Regions from separate parts of the Anser cygnoides genome. Here region 2 is linked to region 1. A link is a contact called in public Hi-C data. All regions are on one chromosome and are shown on one strand. The core of a region is the stretch at or near the end of the contact, and the rest is flanking DNA. Distances in the headings are between cores, read along the strand shown.

Region 1 (5,865 bases), core at 941-3,440:
AAGATTTTAGTTATTTTTGGTGATGAGACAGCTTAAAGGAACTGAAGGAAGTACACATTAAGCCAACGCACGATTTTTAATGCTTCCCTTGGAGATAGCTCATTTATACACCCTCTAACACTTAGGAAGTATCTATCTGGAAATAGCTCCTTCCTGAGGCAGGTAATTTAGCAAATAACTAACTTTTTAAATTACAAGGGTTGAGAAAAAAGTGTCAACTCATTGAAGATAGGCTTTTCTAGTGAAAAACATCCTGATTCGGGTTTTCAGAGGTGGGAATCAGTCTTATCAGTGACTTCTGCAAGGACAAGGAAGCTGATATCATGTAAACCAGAAAGGCCGGATATTTGAGCAATAAGGAAGCAGAAAATGTTTCATGTGGGTTTTCCTAGCAGGTCTAGTCAGGAGGGTCTTTGAGGAAAGGGCCCTTGGGAGGAAGCATGAAGAAATGAGAAGGATCCCTGACACAGTATGGAGGAGCACAACTAATCAAAAAGCATCTCTTTGAGACTGCACACGTGAGTTTGGGATTGTGTGCACAGATGTTACCCAGATTAACTGGGTAGAGCTGCATTGCCAAATAGAAGGGATCTGCACTTTGTGCTACATGAAGAGCTGATGTAGGGAGTCATGATAGCTCCTTGTTAACTCACTCCCTAGCTTTTCATGTTCGAAATTACTTAACTAAGCCTCCTGTAGGATGAAGACCAGAAAGATTATGGGATGGTTCAGCAGTAGTAGTTGGTCACAAGGAGCACATGGATGCAATTAACTACACAGGGATGTTTTGTTGTCTTTGAGCACAGACTCACCTGGTTGAGTCATCCACAGGCCCTCACAACCTGTTTTTCCATCTCACACCTGTAATTTCGTGATATAGTGGGCTGCAACCACCTTCACATTACTTTAGAAATTTTGAATGATAAAAACTATAGTAATAAAGTGGATGAGAGCAGACTGAGGGCTGTAAGGTATGTGGCATGCATACAAACGGGGTGCTGTGTGTTTCCACACCCAGGCAGTGAGGAAACAAACCCACTTGTAGCACAGGGCATTAGGGCCGAAAGTTGTAATTTCTGCCCGGGAGAGGAGCTTGCAGTAGGGTTCTAGATGCACTGTGGCAAGGACAAGTTTGAACAGAACCTACATCTCATGCTGCCCTGCTGTCTTCATGTGCTCGGTTGGCTTCAGTATAGCACTTATTTTCTGAACTAAATTTTTAACGTTCAAACAGCAGGACAAGCGACTGATTTTCCTGCGATTATAATTCTGACCTGATTCACAAACTTAGAACAAACCAAAGCACATCCAGTTGCATATGTTTTCAAAGTAGATGCGAAACTGAAATGTATTGTTTTACGGTTGTTAACTAGGCTTGCCAACATCAACTTCTATGAAGTATACTCTGGTCATAACATTCCTTCCACTGTGAATAATTTTGAAGATATTGGCCCCGCATTCAACTTCTCAGTTAAGGTTAGTAAATGTTTCTGGTTCTGTTTTGAGAAGCTGCCTTACCTCTGCCTGCACCTGGGTCCCAAAATGCAGTTGAAAAAAAATGCTTCTGATTTCACTATCTGAATTTGATGCTTTTGAATCAGTCAAACAGGGGAAGAAAATTGCAAATAGCAGGAGGGATAAATCCTTACAATGTTGATGAGGTCAGAAATGAAATTTGAACGTAACACTTAAGTAGAATGGTGGAGGGATTGGTCCTGCACTGTTTACGTATTTGGAAGAGGGTTAATGCTTAACTTCAGGATAGCTTACAGTATTTGTTCACAGAGCTAATTTGTCTTCTGCTGACTTGATAAAGGAAAACAAGTCTTTGCAGGCTTGGACTTTGAAATTTGAAGTTTGGCAGGGGTTAAGCGCTCAAACACGATGCAGGAACTAGCCAGATCACAGCATTTATTACACAGCTCAAAAAAAAAATCTAAATATGCAATGTGGAAGAAACTTTATATTCCATTTATATTCTTGTAACTGCTTTTGTAAAAGCCTATTGGCCGTTGTGGAATATTTGCTTTTCAAAAAATATTTCATGCAGATAATAAGAGCTTTGCTAAGGAAACAGGCAGGGGCCTGAAGCTATAGAGTATGCTTTCCACTAGGGCATAATTTCATTATTTACCCCAGTAAATGTGACAATACAAAAAACATTGATGCAAAAGGAATCCAGTTCTTCCATAATCGTATGTGATTTCTGATTCTCTTGTTATGCCAAATACTTTTTGTGTATATAAGTATTGCTACCTGAATTAATTGTGAGCTATTTATTTTGCAGGTAACAACAGGAGGAATTCCAGTGAAGATGGCAACTGTGAAAATCCTTCTTCCAGAGCTGACCAACAAAGACAACCCACTGATGTACCTAACTGCAATTGACACAGATCAGGTGAAGGACTGCACTGTATAAGTTGATATGTTTGGGGGTTTTAACCAGCACCATTTACATCAGTTATTTCCTTCACAGTGTATCTGAGATTCGGATAATCCCCGCCCTTTCTGTATGCCCCCTCCTACAAAGGGACTGGGGAGGACCAGACATCAACTGTACGCCAGTCTATTCCTTGGCAGATGCCAATTATCTGTACAGTCCACAGCTGACTTTTCATATGACCCTGGAATTAGGTGGTTCTCCAAGATCCTGGGAAGACAATAGTAAAAATGGATTTTTTAGATCAGGACAAAACTTTCAGTTCAGTTTAATTCTGATTAAAATACATGGTCTGTTAGATTCCAAAATCATCCAGTATTACGTAATTCACAACCTATAATTTCACAGCCACCATGTCATCAGAAGTATATATTCTTACGATGACTATACATTTTGGAGTATGATGTCAACCAGTTTAATTCCTGCCATCCCTTTCCTAGGCCAGAGGTGTTACTTGTCAAGCTCAGATAAATCCACTGCAAATAGGAAAAAGATCTTACTCTGCATCCTTCAAGAAAGAGAACTTCAGAGCTTTGAAAGAAATGGTGAGTACACGTCAGGTCTGCTGTACAGTAGGACAGGGGTGTAGAGCTGATCCTTGCTGCTGTACCTGTGGGGATGACTGTGGTGGCCATGGCATTTTTCACTCACAGGGCAGGAGTGCCTCCTATGGATACTCTCACACATAACTGCATCTACCTTAGAGAGAAGCAGCACTACATGTTCTTCACTGTGTGCAAGCACTCAATTTCCAGGCACAGAATAGTAAAATTTTAAACTCGATATCAAAGGACCTATTGTTAAATTGTACTTTTTAATGCATGCTGTTGTCTCTCCTTGCTGTTTTCCCTGGAAGAACTGTAAAAATGCAAAGTGCAGTACCATCACATGCAAACTGGAAGACCTCGTGCTGAAAGGAGAGTATTTTGTGAATGTCTCCACCCGGATCTGGAATGGTACTTTTGCTGCTGTGAGTATCACCTGCATCTTCATGAAGGAACCAATACACAAGTATTTCCTAGTTCCTGGTATTTTTTAAAGTTCATTAAAGAGAACTTCCCAATCTAGAAAGATATTCTTTTATGTTATTGTGTTTTTCCAGATTGAAAAGTTGAATCAAAAAGTGAGGCAGCATAACAGAACTGCAAATTTCAGTCCAGGACAAACTCTAAGAAAATGCAGTGACAATACAGATCTTCATAGCTATAAAAACATTTTCTGCATCTGTTAAATTCATTTAAGGTGAACTAGAGTTTCCACAAAATTCAGCGTAGGACAGCAGAGCATAGTCATAGCCTGGAAAATAATGTTGCTTTTAGCTTTTGAATGTCATAGGCTACATAGTGATCATTTTAAGTCACATCAAAATACGAAAAGCCTATTAGTGCTGCCAGTTATATTTGTTAGAGAAGGTGTGGATTTTTATTTTAAATTGACTTTTTGTTTTTATCAGAGTTGGTGTCAAGGAAACAGTCCTTGCTTAAAGAGCTACAGGATGCTTAAAAATATGCATCAATAAAACCTTGACTTTCCCATTTTAAATCATTATGTGTCCTCCAGAATATAAATCATCTCGAATTACCAGATTTCTGAAATGAGACTATATTGGCTCCTCAGCTAGGCAACCAACCAAACTGTCTTAGAGTCCTAGGCTTGCACAGAGCATCAGGAACATGACGCAGTCTCATTAGTCTGTCTGGCGAGTCTGGTAGCAAGTATTGACATAGAACAGCAGGATTGTTGTCAGCTTCATCATTCAGCGCTTAAAAGGAAAAGGTCAGGTTGATAATGTAATATACTTATGGCAAGTTTGTGAAGAAGAGCATCTGCCTGTCTTTAAAGATGGTGTTTTTCAAATCAGCTGGGTCAAGAACATTTGTTAGTACTGATAGATATGCAGAAGGTGGAGGCCTAAGTAAAAGGTTGCTACCCTCACAAGACAGTGCATGGAAACAATTTGTTTTCCACTGGGAGATGGGAAGGGAAGACTGAATGTTTTCCTCTCATCTTCCATTTTGTCATTTTCTATTTGATTGTCAATGCAAATACCCTTGCAAGCACCCAATGATGCACATCATAGCCTTGTTATTTAGTGGCAATCAATCATTGCCGAAGGAGAAGGCAGCAGACTTGATGATACCTGCTAATCAAAGCAAAGAAAGATGTGTTTAGGAATAAGCAAGGTGCTTTAAATCGTGCATAGGCAGGTTTCTCCATACCTAGGATCGCAGGACAGACCACTTGCACAGATAGCCATGGTGCAGATATGCTGTAACCTGCAGTCAATTCAACGCCTTGTAGCTCATGCTCCCTGTGTCAAGTCCACTATACCTGGCCCTGCCAGTGGCTGTAGGCTTATTAGAACTAACTGGCTTCAGAGGCAAAAGGACAAAGCACTTACTGCTTCTAGAATGGCTGGCTAGTGCTTCCATAACCTGAATCTGCTCTCAGTGGTCCTGTGGGAATCAGGAATTGCCATGTCTAAGGCAGGGGGATAAGAGCAACACTAAGATGGCAGAATAAGCACAGCCATGCTTCTCTGCCTCTGGATACGTTTGCAGAGGAAGTGGTATCTGGCATAAGGTCTCTTTTCAATTGGGAATTGGCCTAGATTTTTGTTGTCTTTGTTTAAGCTGAGGGCATGATGTCAGAGTTTGACCAGTGGAGAGGAACAGATCGTTTTAGGAAAAAATAAACAAGGAAAAACAGAGAAGCATTGGATAGAGGTGAGGGGGAAAAGAAGGGAAAGAACATCCAATTTCCATTTCTTTCAAAGGCCAGAGAGATTTCTCCCTTTCTCACCATTATATTTTTCCCTATCTCTTCTCAGCTAGCTGAAGCAACAGATTTGAAATGACTATAAAAATGGATATATAATCAAATTCTTCTATTTCTTTTCTTTTTCTTCTTTGAACTATTTGTTAAAGAGGAAATGTTAATAAAAATAGCAAAATTAAGTCTGGATTACTGATACATACTTACTTCCATATGCACTTTATCTTGGGACAAATAAAAAGAAAGATCATTTTAATTTTCTTAATACTGTGAATTTCTTCTGGTTCTGAAGACTTCATTTCAAAACAAGGTAATTACTTTAGGATGTCTATATTCTAATGAATTGTCCTGTAACAGAGTTTTACAGTTGTTTTTTTCTTAATCTTCTCTTTCAGTCAACTTTCCAGACATTGCAACTCTCTGCAGAGGCAGAAATCAATACACATAACACTGATTTATTTATAATTGGAGAGAATACCCTAACTGTAAGTGAAGTATAAGTAGACTTTTTCAATTTCTCTTTTCTTGAATTAAACTGATAACATGTAATTTTCGGTGTCATTTAGCAGTACATAGCGAATTACAAGCTCTGATGACATTTGAGTATGTTGAACTAATGTATCCTTTTGGTTATATACAAACTCCCTTAA
Region 2 (5,865 bases), core at 1,802-4,301, 160 kb after region 1:
GATTTGCAAAATATCTATTGATGAACACACTTGCACTCCCTTTGCATTTTTTTTCAAGTGGTATTTGTTAGGTAAAATCCTTATTACCTGTTAATTCAGTCCATTGTCCACTACCTGAAAACCTTTTGGTCAATTAAAAAAATAATAAAATAAAATAAAATAAAATAAAATAAAATAAAATAAAATAAAATAAAATAAAATAAAATAAAATAAAATAAAATAAAATAAAATAAAATAAAATAAAATAAAATAAAATAAAATAAAATAAAATAAAATAATTGAATGTATTTGTATTCTCATAAGCGCAACTTTTACCAATACCATACAATATAGGTTCTGTATTTAACCGTCTCACTTATGTGTAACTTCACTGTCATAGCACACATAACACCTGAAGAGCATAATACCAGAATTTAGTTAATACATTTGAGTGGGTTAGTTTTATCAAGAATTGGTTTGCTTGTTTTTCATGAAAAAGTCTTGGCTAAATCAAGAAATGAACCTTTGCATTCCAAATTCTTGTGCTACTCTGAGAAGCAGTACTTGACATTTGTACGGCAGGCAAGGATTGATTTGCCCCACACGGGAAAACTAAACAAAACAAAGAGATGAAGGAAAAGCTTATAAACTGTAATAATGCAGTGGTGCTCAGAAAAGTCCTTAAATCTGGTACAGAAGATGTGAAATAAGAGAACTTTCATAAAAGTGCCATTTTCCAAAAAAAGGGCCCATCTTTTTGTGATAACCAGGACAACTACGTGAAGCTAGCAAGGTTTCTCTGCTACCAGAAGAGGACGTTCTACCTTTATTTGAGCTCTTTCCGTGGGAGTTGGATGAGTTTTATCAGTTGTATGAGAAACCAGATCAGATGATGCGTGCATCCAGGACAACGGGAGGGTCCTAGAGGCTTCTTCATCTCTCCTGAATTTTAGGCAGAGACGTGTCAAGACAGGCTTCCAAATTTCCTCAACCCAAATCCAGATCTCTTTCAAATAATCAGCTTTTGCTTGCAGTTCTATTCACACCTGCAGAAAACTTTATGCAGACATGCTCTTTATCAAATTGAAGGTCCTGAGCTGGCCATCCTTGACACAGGCAACAGCTCCTGTGTTGAGAGACAGAACAACGAGGGGGGAAGAGTAAAATAATAATAATAATAAAATTATGCTAATACGATATCGACACCACAAAATAAATATTCCACATATATATGTATGTGTGTATATATGTTTGTGTATGTTAATAGTACCTGGTTAGTACAAGGTTACACTTGAGGATTACTCTTCCTCTTACTCAGTGTTTTGCTGCAATTTCCTCAGATAACAGCCACCTAATATTTTGGATTATGAAGTCTGTTGCAGCTAGAGCTGTATTACAGATAGGGAAAAGCCACATATTTTATGTAAATTGAGAGCTAAAACTGAAATTTCAGAAAGTTTGAGATGTTAGCATATAGGGGTGTTTTAAAAGGCTTTATTATTCCAAGTTCAGGGCCAGCTGCAAAGATTGGACTCACATCCAAAAACATATATTAAAATGCATACACTTCTTGGTAGAAAGAAGTTTTAAAACCTGTCAGGCTGAGAACAACACTCTTTTTGTGTGCTGCCTGACAATTCAGTTACAGATCGACCCTATTGTTTTTTTGGTAATTTAAATGTGATTGTTGGCAAAGCAGAAAAGGGTGGGGGAGTAGTACAGGGAGGCATACAGTGAAAAAGAAGAAAGCATTTCTGATTATACAATGTTGTTACACACAAACCCAATATTTAGCATCTAAAAAAAAAAAAAAACAATAAAAGAAAGAGCAGCTGTTTCTGTGTGATGTCAGAGAACAGGTGTGATACAAATCTCCATACCAGCGCAATCATATTGATCTCCCGATGATGCACGCATGAAGCACATGTGCAAACCTTATCGACCCATCCGGCATCTCATTTCCAGGAATACGGCCTGAAAATGCCCCTTTATAATTGAAACCATTATCAGGATAAACACCGCATTGGCCAATTAGGAAAAAAAAAACAACACAGACAAACTTGGGGGAAAAAAAAAAAAAAAAGAGAGAGAGAGAGAGAAGAGAGCAGGAGCAGAGCGGGGAACCTGTGCCCCGGCGGCGCGGTGCCGGGAGCGGGGCGCTCGCTGCGGGGGCAGCCGGGGCAGCCCCACCGCTGCCCCCCTGCCTCTTCGGGACGGGACCCCCGCCGGGGGCCGGGCCGAGCCCCCTGCCCCCGCTCCCCGGGGGGCATTGCCCGGGGATGGGGTGGGCTTGGGGGTCCGGCCCCCTGTAGGCACCTTGCGCCCGGGGTGCGTTCCCTCCGGGAGGAGAGGCGGCTTTGGAAAGCTGCCCTTTTCCCCGGGATGAGGGGTGTTTTGGTATTTACTGTTGATGTCGTCTGCCATTAGAGGGCACTAAGCAACCCTGCATTCACGCTGCTCCAGCGAAAGAGGAGAGAGAGGCGGGGCGGGGGGGCGTGTGGGGGGAAGAGTGGCACCAATTTGGGAAAAAGATTAAAAAGGATGCGGAGTCCCGGAGCTTCTGAAGTGCTCAAAATGCCCGGGCGCTGCTCAGGACGATGATCATAATAATAACAAGGAAAAAAAAAAAAAAGGAAAGAAAGAAATGCAGCGAGGTCAATCATTTACCAGTCTGCTTCTTAATGCGTGTGACTGCAGGTGGTACCGGGGGACATTGTGATTCATGCCCACTTTCAAAGCGGGACCCGGGCCCGGGCTGAGGCACCCAAACAACTGTCTTCTAATATTAGCACGGCTGTATTTCTGGATCTATTATAGTCTGTCCAGACAGATCCCATTGTAATGGGATCTTTTATTAAAAGATTAGCACTATCTCCTGCAGTTGGTGGAAAAAAATCTGTTATCGCTGAGTTATTTGCAGTTGTGGGGAGGGGGCGGGCGGTGGGGGGGGCCGGGAGGCGGGCGCGGGAGGAGGGCTGCGGGGAGGGCCGGCGGAGGGCGCGGGCGGCCGCGGCGCACCGGCCCCTGACCCGGCACTGTCCGGGCATTCCTGTCTGCATACTTCGCAGTCTGTTGTGCTTTGGTGGCTCAGAAAAGCGAAAGAATCGAAATTAAAAAGGCAGCTTTTGAATAAACAATGCCATTTTCCGTTAAGTAATCGTTTTGTATAAAAGGAAATATCGCCTACTCAGTTTCATTCAACGGTGCCAAAAAATGTTATAAATGAGAGACCGCCAACTTTTCTAAGGGGAGAATAATGCCAGACTGTGCTTAATAAACTAGTGCCCTAGAAGTTCATTATCGATGTTGCAATCTTTTCTGATTCTGAAAGGAGACCGCCTACGTCGCCCCCATTCCCGTCTCGTCCTCCCGGGCTCCCAGTGAAAAAGGCTGTCACTTGGGCAGAGCCCTAGGTATTAAACTTTTATTCGGTTCCTTGCTGGTTTTTTTTTTGTTTTGTTTTGTTTTGTTTTTTCGGTCCGGGGTTGGTCGCTTGGTTGGCCGGGGCTTTTTTTCGGGGGCCGAGCCGTGTGCGCGCCGCTGCGGGCACCGGGGGCTGCGAAGCGCGGATGGGGAAGGCTGGGGAAGGCAGCGCGGAGGGGGGAGGCACCGCGGAGCGGGGCGCGGAGCGGAGCCCCCCCCGGGCAGCGGAGCCCCCTCGGGGGGGCAGCGCAGCCCCCTGGCCCCCCAGCCCCGCTCCCTGCGCCGCGACCCCCGTGGGTTGCCAAAACCCTCCGGGTGCGCGGTGCGGGTCCCCAGGGCTTTGCGCTGCCTCCCGCGGGTGCGGAGCTTGCGCGGGTGCGCGCCCCGGGGGGGTGGGGGTGCGCGCCCGCGTGTGTGCGTGCACCTAAAGCAGATAATTGGAGAGGGTTTCCAGAAGGTGGAAAATGTCACCTGATTCACACTGAACTTTTTAAATCTCCCCACCCCCGAGCAGACACACACACACATTAGGAGACCGCCCACCGCAGACAGCTAAGACCCCCGTATAGATTTAAAGAGAGACTGCATTCAGAGCCTGACGTTCATTCAATAGAGCGATCATAAGCAGGCTGGCTAGTGCTCGCTCCCTCTCCCTACTCCCCCTCACTCTGTTTCTGTGTCTCTCTCACTCCGTGCTACGCTGAGGATGTTAAATCAGAGAATCCACCCGGGCATGCTCTTACTCCTGATGTTTCTCTGCCACTTCATGGAAGACCACACAGCGCAGGGTAAGACCGGATTGTTTATTCGTAGATGCGTTTTATTGCTGTTGTTGTTGTTATTACTGTAATTTTCCGTCTTTCGGGCGCTGTTTAGTTCGCTGCGGTGTTAAACGCCTCTCTCCAAGGTCCAACAGGAAAGAAGTTAACTGTGAGCATGGGGCTGCTTTGTACCGAGGCGCAGAGGTGTCATTTAGGTTGCTTTTTGATCGGATCTTCGCCCCGCTCTGCACAGGCACAGAGAACAGATGAGGATGTTTCTTGGTATTTTTGTTACTATGCAGCATGAATGAAGAGCAGCATCGTGGGGGAACTTTTCCTAGGCGCGGGTCCCGAATGAGTGCTCAAAGTTTGTTGGTAATTTAGCTCAGATTCTTATCTCGCCTGCCTGACAGAAGGAGAGGTGATGATGGGGAGCCCCACAATTACAGCTGACGCTTTCAGAAACCAATAGTGGTCATTTTCCGGACATTCCTTTAATATTAGGATTTCCTCCTTCCCCCCCTCCCTCCCCTAGTGTGTGTGTGTGTGAGTAAATGTTAACGTGCTGTAAATTCTCCTGCGCTGAGGAGTATGCTTCAGTAAGTTTGCTTTTTTCTTTTTTTTTTTTTCTCCATGCGAACAAAACAGCCCCGAACCTGGTATTGACAACTCTTAAGAGCCCTCTTTCGACACAAGGGAATATTGATTTTTAGTTCGGGGGCTTTTTACCCCTTATCTTGACCGTGTGCCACCCACAACCTGGATGTCTAACCGTTGCTTGCTTTACCATTTTTTTTTCCTTTTTTTTTTTTTCCCCCCACGCCCCTGAGCTAGAGCAGAAGTTAAACAAACGTAGGCAACTGTAAGACGCAAAACTTTTTTTTTATTATTTTTTAGGGCGTTGTTTGTTCTGTGATTTTTGGCAGGGGGTGTGGGGAGGGGGTCACGACACGACACGTCCCCCCACGCCCCGCGACATCCCGGCTGGCCGATCCTGACCCCTCACTCCGGTACGTTCCCATCGGAGTAAGGAGGCAGGATCGAGCCCTCGCTGGATGAGCACCAGAATCAATTGGTATTGAGTCGCTGGAGAAGTCACATTGGTTATTCACGAGAGGCTCATCCCAACCAAAACTCTCCAGCTAAAGCAGGGGGAGTTGCTTGGACTAATGTTCTTGGCGTGACTCCACGAATAACAGGCATACTAGTAAAAAAAAAAAAAAAAAAAAAAACTCTATCCGGTTTAAGGACAGTGTACTTTCCTCTGCAATGCTTGCCGGAGAGACGGCACCTCCAACTTTTCCAGTTGGATCGATTTTGAAAACTCTGTAGGGACCTCCTCCTCTGTGTGCCCTTGCGTTGTGTGTACTTTGCTCACTTTCTTTTTTTTTTTTTTTTTTTTTTTGGAACTTTGCTGACTTATTTTAGTAAAGGGAAGACGTTTGTTAATAGAAGCAGCGAAATGTGGAGATTTCGAAAGACTTCGCTAACAGCGAATGTTCCCAGTCCGTGCGGATTGCAAAACGGGCTGGGGCTGCAACTGCGTGCGGCACTAAAACAATGCTGCTGGGCAGCCGCCGTCAGGAGGAGAGGGCAGGGGGAGGAGGGAGGAATTTGCAAGCGCGATTTTCTTTTTATTCCCTTTTAAATGCACATCCTTTTCAAGCCTCTGTCACGTGCCGGCAGGGCTCCTTCTGCTCTA

The links. A called contact is a pair of places that touch in the nucleus more often than the background predicts.
Region 2: a contact with region 1 is called in a Hi-C map of liver, with 4 times the contacts expected there. The contact joins the promoter of FST here to the enhancer-like site in region 1. A contact is called at or near these places in 2 of 7 Hi-C or Micro-C datasets (both in liver).

What each region holds. Positions count from the first base shown.
Region 1 is chrZ:71,385,386-71,391,250 of Taihu_goose_T2T_genome, forward strand. ITGA2 (integrin subunit alpha 2) reads left to right here. Exons shown (of 30, transcript XM_048050381.2): 24 at 1,374-1,476; 25 at 2,288-2,398; 26 at 2,881-2,985; 27 at 3,297-3,410; 28 at 5,611-5,700. Among named protein-coding and RNA genes, the nearest start is that of ITGA2, 56 kb to the left of the region's middle. Within about 2 kb of position 2,191, at least 2 of the 3 cell types and tissues checked have open chromatin away from gene starts, as enhancers often do. A contact at or near this core is called in liver, where this site is marked.
Region 2 is chrZ:71,539,780-71,545,644 of Taihu_goose_T2T_genome, forward strand. It overlaps FST (follistatin), which reads left to right and starts at 3,052. Exons shown (of 6, transcript XM_013180615.3): 1 at 3,052-4,190. The coding sequence starts at 4,109.